Regions from separate parts of the Anas platyrhynchos genome. Here region 2 is linked to region 1. The links are chromatin contacts, called in public Hi-C maps. All regions are on one chromosome and are shown on one strand. Each heading gives the region's core, a stretch centred on a gene start, on an enhancer-like site or on the middle of the called end of the contact. The rest is flanking DNA. Distances are from core to core; before and after follow the strand shown. Region 1 holds the start of RNF19A (ring finger protein 19A, RBR E3 ubiquitin protein ligase). Region 2 overlaps RNF19A (ring finger protein 19A, RBR E3 ubiquitin protein ligase).

What was found. A called contact is a pair of places that touch in the nucleus more often than the background predicts.
Region 2: a Hi-C map of subcutaneous adipose tissue shows a contact between it and region 1, with 2.0 times the contacts expected there. The contact joins the enhancer-like site here to the promoter of RNF19A in region 1. A contact is called at or near these places in 3 of 8 Hi-C or Micro-C datasets (liver, skeletal muscle and subcutaneous adipose tissue).

What each region holds. Positions count from the first base shown.
Region 1 is chr2:21,874,786-21,881,961 of IASCAAS_PekinDuck_T2T, reverse strand. RNF19A (ring finger protein 19A, RBR E3 ubiquitin protein ligase) reads right to left here and starts at 4,725. Exons shown (of 11, transcript XM_027452524.3): 1 at 4,537-4,725; 2 at 1,984-2,071.
Region 2 is chr2:21,927,887-21,935,062 of IASCAAS_PekinDuck_T2T, reverse strand. It overlaps RNF19A (ring finger protein 19A, RBR E3 ubiquitin protein ligase), which reads right to left. Exons shown (of 11, transcript XM_027452524.3): 9 at 6,132-6,345; 10 at 4,980-5,123; 11 at 2,286-4,581. The coding sequence ends at 3,891. Among named protein-coding and RNA genes, the nearest start is that of SPAG1, 50 kb to the left of the region's middle. Within about 2 kb of position 4,447, at least 1 of the 8 cell types and tissues checked has an H3K27ac peak or open chromatin away from gene starts, as enhancers often do. A contact at or near this core is called in subcutaneous adipose tissue, where this site is marked.

The sequences.
Region 1 (7,176 bases), core at 3,476-5,975:
CAGCCCAGGTTGCCCAAAGCCCCATCCAGCCTGGCCTTGAGCACCTCCAGGGATGGGGCATCCACAGCTTCTCTGGGCACCCTCACAGTAAAGAATTTATTCTTAATACATAACCTAAATCTACTTTATTCCTACCATTCCCCCTTGCCCTATCCCTACACCCCCTGACACAGAGTCCCTCCCCACCTGTCCTGCAGCCCCCTTTAGGCACTGGCAGGCCACTGTAAGCTCTGCCCGGGGCCTTCTCTTCTCCAGGCCGAACACCCCCAGCTCCCTCAGCCTGTCTGCACAGGAGAGGGGCTCCAGTGGTGCTCTACCACCTTGCTGAAGACATGATTAGAAGATATGCTGGCCTCTAAAGAAAGGAAGTTTTAATGCCTGAGGAAACACCTGTGTATATGTGACTTTTTTTTTTTTTTTTAAATCTCATTTCATTAGATCTCTTTGCTTGGTTGCTTTAGGTTAAAGCAGGTCTTAGGTCAGCTTTTCAGTCTGTTGCAATATACCTAGAAGTGCAAGGAACCTGCTAGAAACTCATCCTTCAGAAAAAAAATATTCTTCTATAGCTATGCTCACCTCGTAAAGGCAATTGTGGTTGCAGTGCATAGACTACCTGTTCAGCAAGATGCTAGGAGTCATCCAGCAGATGGCTGACTTCAATCCACAGGTTAAGAGTGGAAAGCCTATTGTAATTCTTACTCTGCAAAAGAGTAATATAAGCACTCCTACTTTTTTTTCCATTCTATGGATAAACCTCCAGGTAGGCTTAAAGCTTCTTGTAGATGAACTTCCACAAAAGTCAAGCAGAACAGAGTCAAAGCCCTCCTTGCTTGTCTTAATGAGGAAAGAGTGATACCACAAACGACATCTTACTGCTCAGCTGTGGGGCTTCCTTCTTCTCTCAACTCCATCTTTTAAGAATTCAAACTAATGTAAGTCATGCATACAATAAAAACCATGTTGTTAAGGCCTGTAATATTCAGTCCCACATAACATTTACAGTTCTTTTTAGGTATCATTGCCATGTTTTGGATCCTTGAGCCAGTACACTGAGCCCACTGCACTAAGGGAAGCGAGCCACACATGCCAGGGAAGTCCCAGCAATCAAAACCAAGGTGAAACAGCTCTGCAGTGCCTGAAAACTGCCAGAAACGTACATGAAACAAACAGAGATCACTGAAGGAAGAAGACTAAGCCTTCTTAGCACTCAGATGATGAAAGTCTCTACCACTGATCTTATCAACTAAAGAAAATATCCTTACGAGGAAGCCTTGGATAACAAGGTGAGAGTCAATTTCTCAGAAGTTTGGAATAAATCTGTCAATTGGTAAGTATCAGCAGAAGACCTGAGACCAAGTAAGTTAGAAAACACTGAGAATAAATAAGAGTGACTGAAGTAATCTTCTGAAATAACCTTTTAATGAAAAGGTACGAGGAAGAGACTGAAATTCTACTCTGAACAGAAAGAAAACACATGGAAGTCTGGTTGGGGCTGGATTCCTTAGTTCAAGCTGAAGTCATTTATTTGGAGTTTTCTTTCTTCCTGAGGTAAAGTAGAACACAGAATATCTGAAATCTAACCTATCTACAACACAAAAAAGTTTCAGTTTTCTTTAAGATTATTTCACCAAAGATAAACTACTATAAATCAACTGACATTAGGGTAGATCATGGATAAAACTTCCACTTCAGAGAATCAAAAATGAAAGGAAGTCCCCTCTTGTGAAATCTCAGGAACATTTAAAAAAAAAACAAAAACAATTTCCTAGGAACTGACAGAGCCTCCTTCACATTCACGGGAAAATAAAAAAGAAAAGAAAAACAAAACAAAACAAAAAGTACATTGCTGAAATCAAAGGCCAACACTATTAAAAACAACTGTTTCTCTAAGGCTCAACATAACATTTTACCTTCTTGGTAGAAGTCTACGTCCAGGTGCAATTGAGACGCATCTAGCAACTTTAGATCCAACACCATTCTCACCGTATCTTGAAGCCGAGTTACATGCGCCACTTCTTTCAGCTACACATCTTCCATCAGGTAATGCAGAGGTGACAACGGAAACTTAGGTCTAAGACAAATGCAAAAAGAGAGAAAAATAAAACCTGACATTAACTTTCTTGTGGATAAGCCAGTGTTAAAATGACTATTTTTATTAGTCCTTCCTAGAGCATTTGCTGACCCTACAAATCCGACTGACTCACAACTCAGCTACATGCCAGAAATCACACTAAGAAATGGAAAACCTACAACACGTATCCATCAATTTGTTCCAGTCAGGTATTAAAATTTCTCCCACTAAGCTGGTATGCAGCGTTTAGGTACAATTCAGAAAACAAATCACAAAGCTAATTACGGATGTCTGACCATGGGCCAGAGTAAACTGACCCCATAATAGAGACCACAAGCTTGGCCACAAGCCATCAGACTGTGGCACAGAACAGCGTAGCTGCAGTTCAGAGTTCAAAGACCTTTCTTAGCACTTCCAGGATTCAGAAGTTCTTTGAAAAGATTCAGGCATCCTACTGGAAAGAAAGAAAAGGTATCCTTGTGAACAATCTTTTTAATGAGACCACGTGAAGATCAAAAAAGCCCAGGTAAACGGGAAAAAATAAAAAAGGGAAGGTTAGGAAGAGTCACCTACCCACCTGACAAACTGAAAGTCTAAAGTTTTTGCCATGTTAAACAGTAAAACGCTGTTAATGAATAATTTAAAGAAGAGAAAAAGTTTGCCCATTTTCCATCGGAAGGCTCTGCCCAACTGACAAAAGAATTCAAGGACTTGTGCTCTTTCACAAGTTGAAAATATCCACACAAAACAAGTTGTCCCAACATGTATATTAATACTAACTTGGAATCCCATGGCTAAGGGAGCTTTAATGATTCATTTACTAAGGCAGAGACAAGGATTTGTACACACTACGAAGGTAAACAAATACATCTATCAAGTGCCTTCCTTCCTCCTGAGCCTCAACAAGCGTAATTAAACACAATCTGATGACGGCTCTATGCAGGAACAGCATCGTTTGGCTGCTGGAACTAAGGGGAAGTGGATGGAAGAAAACCGCATATACACATTTCAATTCCCCCTCGTAGAAATTTATGATCTGATGTCCTCAAACTCAAAACGAGCTGACGGCGTGGAGACAAGAGGCAGAATTCAGCATCTGTAAAATGCTGAATTTTATAAAGCACTGCTGAAACTCTGGCATGGTTCAAAAAGCATGCATATGGGAGAGAGGTTTCCTGTAAACCTTTTAGTGAGCTGACCTGAAGAGCAGCATTATTGCCATTACGCCCAAAACTTTCATTTTCATTTTCTGGTCCAAACGGGTCTGGGCTCACGTGCAATTAAAACAAAGTGGTTTCGCAGCTTTCGGAAAGTTTTCAAGTGCAAGCAGAGCAATGTTTACAAGGGAAGTGATGCTAAAACTTCAGAAAGCAGTAAGTGCTGTTACACAACCAGTGCTTCTACGTAGGCAAGCGAATTCCCTGAAGCCGGCAGCTCCCCATGCTCTGGACGTTGAACCGAAAGCCTCCTTTTTCCACCCAGCAACCCCACCACAGCATTTCAGCAGACAGGGGAATGCAGCCCTTGAGCTGACAAAAAACGAAACTCTTTTTCTAAAAAAAAAAAAGTTTGAAAAAAAAAAAAAAACAGCTTTGAAGTAAGAATTACGAAAGCTGGTATTCTGAAGTGAGTTTCTGAGGCTCCTCTGCAGAAGTGAACGCTGCAAGCTCCATTTCCCAACCTGCCCTTTGCCTTTACGAAAAAAAATAAATAAAAAAAAAAAATACTGCTGTCCTCGATGACAACCGAGATAAAGCCCTAATCGCTTCCAACGCCAGCTCCGGTATTTTTTTCTTTTTGACCAGAACCGGGATTTGCTGTGCTCCTCGCAGGGAAACCCAGGCACGTTTCCAGTGAACCCCCCCCCCGGGGGCAGGGAGGCCCCTTCCCCTGTTCTGTGCCCCCCTCCCCTCAGCCTTCCTGCTCACTGTGGGGCACCAGGAGCCCCCCCACACCCTCCTGCAGCCCTTCCTAGAGTCGTTCCCCATTTTTCCCCGTTTTTCGCCGTTTTTCCCCCATCCTCCCGCAGCACGCCGCGCTGCCGCAGGGGGACGGGGGCCAGGAAAGCGCCCCCGCTGCCACCTCCCGTCCCCTCCCCGCACCTCCAGGGGGGTCGAACCGAGGTCCTGACACCCCCCAACCCCCCCGTCTTCCTCCTCCTCCTCCTCTTCCTCCTCCTCGGGGCGGGACAGGCCCCTCGCCCCGCCCGGGGGGGAGACAATGGGCGCGATGACTTCACCCTCCAGCAATGCGAGGGGCAGCGCCCCCCTCTTCCAACCCTCCCCGGACCCCCCAGGACCCCCACAGACCCCTCTCCTCCTCCCACAGGCGGCTCCGCTCCACCTCCCCCCCCCCTTCCCTCATCGCCCCCCTCCGCCACGCTCAGGGCGGCGGCTGCCAGCCCCCGGCGGAGAACCGGGGGCGGAGGGAGGGGGGGGGGGGGGCGCTTCCCCGCCGCCGTGTACCTGCGGGGCGGCGGCAGAAGAAGCCGACCCGGCGCAGGGAGCCTCTCCCCGGGTCCGTGTCTCTGTGTGTGAGGGAGAGGAGGCGAGAGGAGAGAACGGGGCGGCGCTGCCGGGGCCGGCGCTGCCGGGGCCGGCCCTGCCCGCTGAGGGGAGGCGGCGCCGGGGCCGTCGGTTTCCGCGACGCGCTGAGCTCACGCGTATGGCGGCGGCGGCGCCGCCTCGGGGCGGGTCCCGCTCGCCACACAGTCGCCGCCCGCCTCTCGCTGGGGTGTTTGTTCCCCCCCCCTCCCTGCCATGCCTTTATTTAATAAATTATTATTTAACTCCGTGTGGATTTGGTACTCCGTAATGGGTGAAGGTGGCCGGGGGAGAGCGAGGTGTTGAGGCGCTGCGGTGGGGTCGGGCTGCTGGGGGGTGGTGCGGGTGTGGGAATGAGAGAGCAGAGGTTTTGTGCCATGGTGTGGCACTGAATCATAGGATCATTAGGGTTGGAAGAGACCTCCAAGATCACCTGGTCCAACCATCATGCTGCTGCCAATGTCACCCACTGAACCATGTCCCCAAGCACCACGTCCAACCTCTCCTTGAGCACCCCCAGGGACGGTGACTCCACCACCTCCCTCGGCAACCCGTCCCAATGCCTGGCTGCTCTTTCTGAGGAGAAATGTCTCTTCATTTCCAACCTAAACCTCCCCTGGCACAACTTGAAGCCATTCCCTCTAGTCCTATCACTGGTTACCTGTGAGAAGAGGCTGACCCCCAGCTCCCCACAGCTTCCTTTCAGGCAGTTGTAGAGAGCAATAAGGTCTCCCCTGCGCATCCTCTTCCCCAGACTGAACACCTCCAGCTCCCTCAGCCGCTCCTCACAGGACTTGTGCTCCAGGCCCTTCACCAGCTTCGTAGCCCTGCTCTGGACAAGCTCCAGGGCCTCAGTGTCCTTCCTGTAATGAGGGGCCCAAAACTGAACACAGTACCCGAGGTGTGGCATCAGCAGAGCAGAGGAGAATGATCACCTCCCTGGTCCTGCTGGCTACGCTATTACTGATACAAACCAGGATGCCGCTGGCCTTCTTGGCCACCTGGGCACGCTGCCAGCCCATTATCAGGCCACTGGAAAGATAACCCGCCCCAAAACTTTGTCCAGGAGCCCCCCAGCTTTGATTGCATAACCCTGTTCTCCCTTTGCACAACTGCAATCAGCCTCTGGCTTCTGGGTGCTAGGGCGAGAATAATCATAGATTATTATTATTATAAGGGTGCTTGCTGTGCTCGTCTGCCCCTCTCCTGGGTTCCTTTCTCCTTTTGCTGCTGACCTTCCCAACTTTTCTCACAGGACTCCCTATCTGCAATAATACCATAGCTGTCTTTTTTGTTGACCTCCGCTTCAGGGCCAACTCCAAATCACTCTCCTCTGGCATGCTGTAATAATTATTTGCATACGTAGTTATTACAGTGGTCTTAAATCTTGTGCCTTTTGTTTTCTCCAGTTAATCATTTATACTTTCTAATGTCAACTCTGATTTCTCCAGAACTGGAGTTTATCCCCTGGTCATAGATGAACCGTGGTGCTTCCATTAAGCTGGTTTGAAACCTAAAAGCCTAACTCTGGAAATAGTTACCGATTATCCAACCTGCATTTAATGTGCAAACATTGTAAAATGAATAAAATGTGCCATGCTTTTCCTGTGGAATTTGCTGTGTGTGGTCTGCTAAGGGGTTGCACATATACTTAGCTTCATTTGTGTGCGTAGATCTATTTAAGTCAGGAGGACTGCTTCCAGCGTGGATTAAAATTAAGTGTGGATATGAGTCTTTCCATGGTGAGATACTTAATCTGAAATAACAGAATAGGCAATTACAACAAATGTGGAGGCCAAGTGGAAAATGAGGGTAAAATTATGCTGGAATTTTGCTGTGTTGTGCACAAACAATGGCAGTTTCTTCTTTGCTTGTGAAAGCCAGTAGCAAGGTGAGTTACTTGGGCTCTGCTATTGCAAACACGTACATGTTGTTAAAGGCTTGTCACTAGTGCCACTGTATCAGCTGGACAAGATAAGCAGAAAAATGTTATATACAACTTTGCTGGGTAAAGTCTTGGATGCTTTTTATGTATTACATTTGGTACAGAGAAATGAAGTAGAGAAGTGACGTCCATAAAATGAGGGGAAAAAAGGAAAGACAAGATGAATGAGGGGTAGAAAATGAGGGGAATCGACAGCATACAGAATAGTATGATAAGGCAAATTTTGACTGGGACAGGAACAGCAAACCATTTTACCAACTCAAATGTGCAATTTTCAATCGCACTAAAAGGAAAAACAGCAACAACAAAAGCAAAGTAATGCAGTAATGTATTGGTTTCTAAATGTCCAGAGGGATTCAGCAATTCAGTAAAAATATTCTGAGGTCTCTTGGCTAATGCTGGAAAACAGGAGGGGAGCAGAGTCCAGGCCTTTTAAAATTCTGCACTGGGAGATAGAGTGGTCATTGTGGCGGTCAGATGGTTTCTCCTTGAAGCCGATGAGGGACAAAACAGAAACCTCCAGCCAGCTGCCCTCCTGAGAGCTATGCAGCAGAGAGCCTGCAGCTAAGTAGGTGCTTTTTGACAGAAGCATTCAAAATAGTCAATTAGCAAAATAC
Region 2 (7,176 bases), core at 3,198-5,697, 53 kb before region 1:
AGCAGACATCTTCAGAGCTGGAGACACCAGCGAGGAGTCAGGTTAACAGCAAACGCTTCGGTTAATGCTGGACCTAATTCAACACCTTACTCTTCAGTAGCACCGTATTTTTAAAAGCATTCAGACTGAGGGGAAAAAAAAAAAATCAGTCCAAAATAAAGCACTAAAGAACGTTATCCTCCACATAAAAGGCACCTGACGCCATGGCAAATATTGCCTTTATGCCTTGCTTCCATTCCTAGGGCACGCTAGGTTTCACTCAGCCCAGTTTTTGTTCTCTCCTGGAGTATCTCCTATTGGAGACAGTATAAAAAACTCAATGCTTTTTAATGATTTAGAGTTGACCCAGCCTAGTTATCTCATTATTCAGTCTGTTATCAACATGGCTTACACATGGGTTAGGGATCCGTGCGTCACAACACCCCAATCAGTTTTATTTATTTATTTATTTATTACTTCCTGAGCCTGCCAAAGTGCAGGTGAGAAAACAAACCTAATGAACACTAGAGCTCAACCAAGAAATACCATTTTTTAACCATAAATACGGGGCAATCTGCAGTGTTTCACAACAAACATCTTACAGGCTGTGTGGATTGATGAGCCCCCCCTTTAGATAGAGGGGAAATCAGGGTTCAGTCTAGCCCAGCAATCCCACCACAGCCTGTCCACTTCTACCAGATGGTGCATTTTTAAATGGAATGATTTGTTTGCCAGAGCCACGTCCTCTCTGAAAACCACTTACTGTCCGGACTGCCCTGCAGGCAGCTCAGACTGACCTTCAGTATGACGACAAGAAATGAGGCTGAAGTCACAGAATCACAGAATTTCTAGGTTGGAAGAGACCTCAAGATCATCGAGTCCAACCTCTAACCTAACACTAACAGTCCCCACTAAACCATATCCCTAAGCTCTACATCTAAACGTCTTTTGAAGACTTCCAGGGATGGTGACTCCACCACCTCCCTGGGCAGCCTGTTCCAATGCCTCACAACCCTTTCAGTAAAGAAGTTCTTCCTAACATCTAACCTAAAACTCCCCTGGCTCAACTTTAGCCCATTCCCCCTCGTCCTGTCACCAGGCACGGGGGAGAACAGGCCAACCCCCACCTCTCTACAGCCTCCTTTAAGGTATCTGTAGAGAGCGATAAGGTCGCCCCTGAGCCTCCTCTTCTCCAGGCTGAACAGGCCCAGCTCCCTCAGCCGCTCCTCGTAGGACTTGTTCTCCAGGCCCCTCACCAGCTTCGTCGCCCTTCTTTGGACCCGCTCAAGCACCTCGATGTCCTTCTTGTAGCGAGGGGCCCAAAACTGAACACAGTACTCGAGGTGCGGCCTCACCAGAGCCGAGTACAGGGGGACGATCACCTCCCTAGCCCTGCTGGTCACACTGTTTCTGATACAAGCCAGGATGCCGTTGGCCTTCTTGGCCACCTGAGCACACTGCTGGCTCATATTCAGCCGACTGTCCACCATCACTCCCAGGTCCTTCTCTGCCTGGCAGCTCTCCAACCACTCATCTCCCAGCCTGTAGCTCTGCTTGGGGTTATTGCGCCCCAGGTGCAGGACCCGGCACTTGGCCTTGTTGAACTTCATGCAGTTGACCTCAGCCCATCGGTGCAGCCTATCCAGATCCTCCTGCAGAGCCTTCCTACCCTCGAGCAGATCGACACACGCACCTAGCTTGGTGTCATCTGCAAACTTACTGAGGGTGCACTCAATGCCCTCATCCAGATCATTGATGAAGATGTTAAAGAGGACCGACCCCAGCACCGAGCCCTGGGGGACGCCACTAGTGACTGGCCTCCAACTGGACTTGGCTCCATTTACCACGACTCTTTGGGCCCGGCTATCCAGCCAGTTTCTAACCCAACGAAGCGTGCGCCAGTCCAAGCCAAGAGCAGCCAGTTTCTTGAGGAGAATGCTGTGGGAGACGGTGTCAAAAGCCTTGCTGAAGTCAAGGTAGACCACATCCACAGCCTTTCCCTCGTCCACCCAGCGCGTCACTGTCATAGAAGGAGATCAGGTTCGTCAAGCAGGATCTGCCTTCCATAAACCCATGCTGACTGGGCCTGATCGCCTGCTTGCACAAAAAGTCTTGCACAAAAACACAACCATCTTCAGATCTTGTATCTCCAAGTATCAACAGCACAACCTCCAAAGCACGCCAAACAAAACGAAAACTGAAGGGAAAAGACGACAGCAGTCAGCACCTCACAGGCAGAAGTGCCCTCTGGGAACACAGACATTTGGACAAGGCCATCAGCACGCTAAACTAAGGACCACCAGAAGTCAGTATTTAGACATTTATTTCAGATATGCAGTTTACACGCATATTATTGAGCAAAACTGAATTGCAAATATACAAATACTGTAACAAGCATTATCAAATAACATAACTGGCACTAGTGTTATAAGCATATTCATGAAACTGGTGAGGGTAAGTCATGGAAGAGGACTGCAGCTCATGGCATTTTCTTTTTATCCAACCAAACTTCCAGTAGCACCATAATGGCAATACATGAAACACAAGACAGAACATCGTTAACTGTTATTCTGATATTCACAATTTCTTTTCCCATTTTTAGTGATTTACATAGCAAAAAACAAAACAAAACAAAAAAAAAATAAACATTAACAGTGCAGGCGCTTTGGCCAACTTCAGCTTGTGTTCAGCTGTACATCTTCCGTATGCGAAAGAAACAAACAAACAAAAAAGCCAGCATATTTGGAACCCATCTTTGCACGTGGGCAGTCATTGCACTGCACTCTGATTCGGGGACTGCAGGAACGCACGCCTTGCAAGGAGATGTCACGTGAACGTCATTCACGAAAGCCTGAGTGAGTCTTTGGTAGGCTAATGCTTTATCATTATTATACATTTATCTACCACAGTCATTTTAATTCACTAGGATTTTCTTTTGTGATTGAAGGTGGCCAAAGAGGACATTCTGGAAAACATTACAGTAAAATCCTCAAGCGACCAGGCACTTCAAACCCAGTCTTTTCCGAAGGCACCGAGAATTGATGGGGCACCAATTTTCCCCCCTCATGAAAGGTGACTGCATCTGCTTTTCTACAATGCTTATAAATCAATGGACTGTTACTCTACAGGTTTTACACGATATATAGTAGCCTTATCTGCCGCATGGTTGGTTGCATGAATAAACAAGTGACCCCACTGCTCTTCATGGGTGATGTCTCCATTCTGCCACGCATTAATTACCAATTTCTTCTGTTTCAAAACCATATAAAATGCCGTAACCTTGCTCAAAGTGTACACGCAAACGCTTCTGACACAGGCTACATCCACCTGAAGACACGCGAGTCGTTCTACGTGCATTCTAAATAGTGTGTCCAGTTATGAAACAAAATGATGCTCATGAATATTCACTGCTGAAAGGTGTTTGGACAGGTCTCTGCAAAACTTTTGCTTCCCTTAGAGTTCACACTAGAATGGTTTTAAGTCACTAATGCTCAGCTAACACCCATTTATCCCAAACCCCATATTTTTCAAGTGAACAGTGCAGGACATAGTATTCATTTTAGCATTTAACATTAACGATTACCCAATTTTTTAATTTTTTTTTTTTTTTTTTTTACCTAAGTACACCAAGCATATGCTTTCAAGCAAAGTCGTGGCAAAAACAAAAAAAAAACATGGATGTATTTGTACTGCTGTAATGCACTTGTTAAAGCCTTCGTGCCCCTTCACACAGGTCTAGGATCCATATGAAGTACTCTTCTTTATTAGACAGGTATATATAAAATACAGTTGTATCAAAACCTTGCTTCTGCTGGTCACCTGAAACTTAACGCAAGTCATCGCATTGTAATTCAACCAGCTTTCAGGCAGGGTTCGTTAGTGGTAAATACGTTTTTGCAGCACTTTTTGGCTTAAATTTCAGTCTGAATAGCAGTGCTCAACTCCGCAGCATGTTGCGAATGGTTGTTGTTGGTTTCTTTCAGCGCTTCCCCAGCACCCGGATCTCCATCCGTGGCAGAAGCGTTGTTCACGCCTTCCTCGGCGATGTAACTCAACTGGGGAACGTCAGTGCTCGGGGCTGCGGGGACGGGCGCAGGGATCCCACTCGCCTGGGGGGAGTTTTCCAAGCGGTCGTTTTCCACCTCTGGGAGAACACTGACCGTGGTAAAGCGCGTGTGATAGTCGCTGGAACCGTGGCTACAGGAAGTTTTCATACTCTCCATATCTGAGCAACTGAACTCAGAAAAGTGACTCGAGTGGGAATCTGCTACAGATGGAATACTATCGCTAAGAGAGGGAGAGTCAAATTCACTGGAGTTTGTGCTTTGTTGTTCCAACAGCTGGGCATCCATGTCCTCCCTTGTCTCGTTTATCTTCATGCTGCTTTTCTTTCGCAGCTTACCTTTACATTTTTTTCCTGCTGTTGTTTCTTTGGACCACTTGGTGGCACTCGATTTACTCTCTGGCACGCAGGCCGAGGAACAGCCAGCGTTACTACGACCCGCAGCACTGCCGTCGTCAACACTGCTGCTTCCACTGTTGTGTCTGAATTTGGCTGGCTTTGATTCAATATCCACTTGTACTTCCATACTGTTGCCTTCCCTAGAACAAGAAAACCTGTCAGTATATCTGGTCATCTAAGACGAGCCAGCCAAAGCAGCCAAACAAACTCCCGCTGCTTTCCAAAATGCTGCTTTCCAAAATACAGAGAGCAGAAGAAAGTTACAGCGATGGGACTGATTTTAGGAAAAGTGTTCGACCAAACAAACAGCCCAAACAGGAGCACACAGTCTGAAAGATCAAATGCTTTCCTGAGCTGCACTAATTGTGTGTTCCTCTTTGGAAATAACCTTGGCAAATACAAGCGATCATACATAATTCAATTTCTAACAAAAAAAAATGTAGTTTCAAAGTTTTAAGTAGATCAGATGAGGCATGCTTAGAATATGCTTTAATAAGCAAGATTTATCCATCTTCTGTTTTCAGCACATTTCTCTTACCTGTCCAAAGGGATATAGGAGTTCAGAATGGATCCTGCCATCGCTTTGGTACTGGCATTATCACTAACTGTTCCCAAGCTCACTGTGCCAGATTCTCCACTCAGACTGTATCGTTCTTTCTGCACATCTGCTTGTACTTCCAGTCTTGGAGAGAAAGAAAATAAGAGTTATGTATACTGCTACTACAGTTAAAGCACCCTAGTTGAAAATTACTGTCACCTTGTAAAATTTCTCCCCCATTCAGTAGTAAGCACAGTTTATTAGTTAAAACCCCAAAATAGATGAAATTCCCAGCAGAGCAAAACGTTGCATTGTAAAAACAGTTTCTGGATGCTTTCCTCCCTGAGGTTTACAATAACAACTTTCAGACTAATCTACAATTTTTTTGCAGATAACATATGGTCCTCTTAAAAAAATGGAGAAAACAATCAGAAATGATCAGAAGGGTACGCAAGTTCAAGACAGTTCCCGTGTTTTCACAGCTGCAAATTATTACTGATGAAGTAACTGTCAGAGAACTCTGTTCTCCACTCTGCTTTATATTGCATTTTGTTTATTGCAACAATGTCCTTTTTCTATGTAGCCTGCACTTCTGAGTTACTTAAACCAGGTGCTACTCATTTTCTTAAGGAGCTAATTCCACCCTGATCCCTAAAAAGGAGTATTCTTTCCAGACACTCCCTGTCTCCTCAGCATACAGGACAGCCAAAACGTATAGTAAGACCCCAATTAACAGAAGGCACCGAACACCTAGATGACAAAAAAGCTGTCACCTGGGCAAGGCTGAGGTGCTCCAAAGGGACAATTTGGTATTTGATGATTTAGTGAACACGCCAGAAGTCCTGACTTTGCCATGAGATGCACTGAGACAACACAACCGTGGCCTCTAAGAGGAGAGCTAAGTGTGAGGTGCCTCCTGGGCAGGGGCTGCCCTCATGGGAAGCAGGAAAAAAATGCAGACTCTTTGAAGACCGTGATCTAGCAGGATCTTTTGGATACCAATAAGCTTGTCAGAGACAAATTCTATCTCAGAAACAGTGCCTTTTAGCAGGAACCACATACATTGAAAAAAATATCAAGAAACCTGGTAATACAACATCCTCTGCTTACATTAAGAGCTGGATCCTCTGTGTCAGGAAGGATGTCCCTTACCTGTTAAAGCAGTTAACCATTGCACTTCCTGAGAGGCTCCCTGTTATACTGGCTCCAGCCAGGGCCATGGTGCTAGCAGTTTCGCTGAGGTTGTCTCGGATGGCTCCTATTCTGTCCATGTGGCTACCGCTTGCACTCAAGCTGCCGGTCAGTCCCCCGACGCTCCCTTCACCTATACTGGGGTTGTGGCGCGCCTCTGCTACTGAAGTGGTGTCTAGACAGAAAGGAGGAAGGCTCGTTAGTCATGGAAGCACAACTTACTCGTTTCTAGAGCATGACCATGGAAACTGCCCCTGGAGTTATGCTGAGAACAAGGATTTATAAACTAAAGTAACTTTGTTAAAGAAAACTGGACCTTTCTTGGGGTTGCTATCGTGGTTATGCCTGGTATGACATAGTAAAGACACTGAAAAGTTAACCATAGGATACGAAATATGGAGTCAAGCAACACAGGGAGACGCAATGTCAAAGGGTATTGCTAAACAATTTAAAAAAAAAAGCACCAGAACAGCAGCTACAAGCATTTAGTTCTCTATTTATGGACAAAAAGATGAAACTCAGCAAGCTTGCACAAAGCAGTATTCTGAAAAAAGAAGCTTTGATTTTATCTTAAAGCTTTTACCCATAGAATGGACATTACATAAGTCTGGCTTTGGTTAAAATGGTCAAGCAAAGCTTTAATGCATCACTACTTTGAATTTGGATTCTGACAACTGACTTTAAAAAAAAAAGAAAATATGTTTCTGCTTGTTTTTAAAAAAAGATCATTTAATAATTTTTAACATAACATTAAGCTGTGAATACGCTGTCCTCCATTTCTATACTTCTGTGATCTTGCTGACTATTAGAAAGGAAGTAAAATAGAAGTGGGATGCTCAGTTACCTTTCAGTCATACTAATGGAAGTGCAAGACTGGATTCTAGAAAATTAAAATTTCCTACTCTTACCTTACACCTAGTGCTGTGTCAGAAGCAGGACAAAAAAACAAGAAGACTGTGATTGCCTTGCTCTGTGTCCAAGTGAGCAGGTGCTGCATTACAGCACA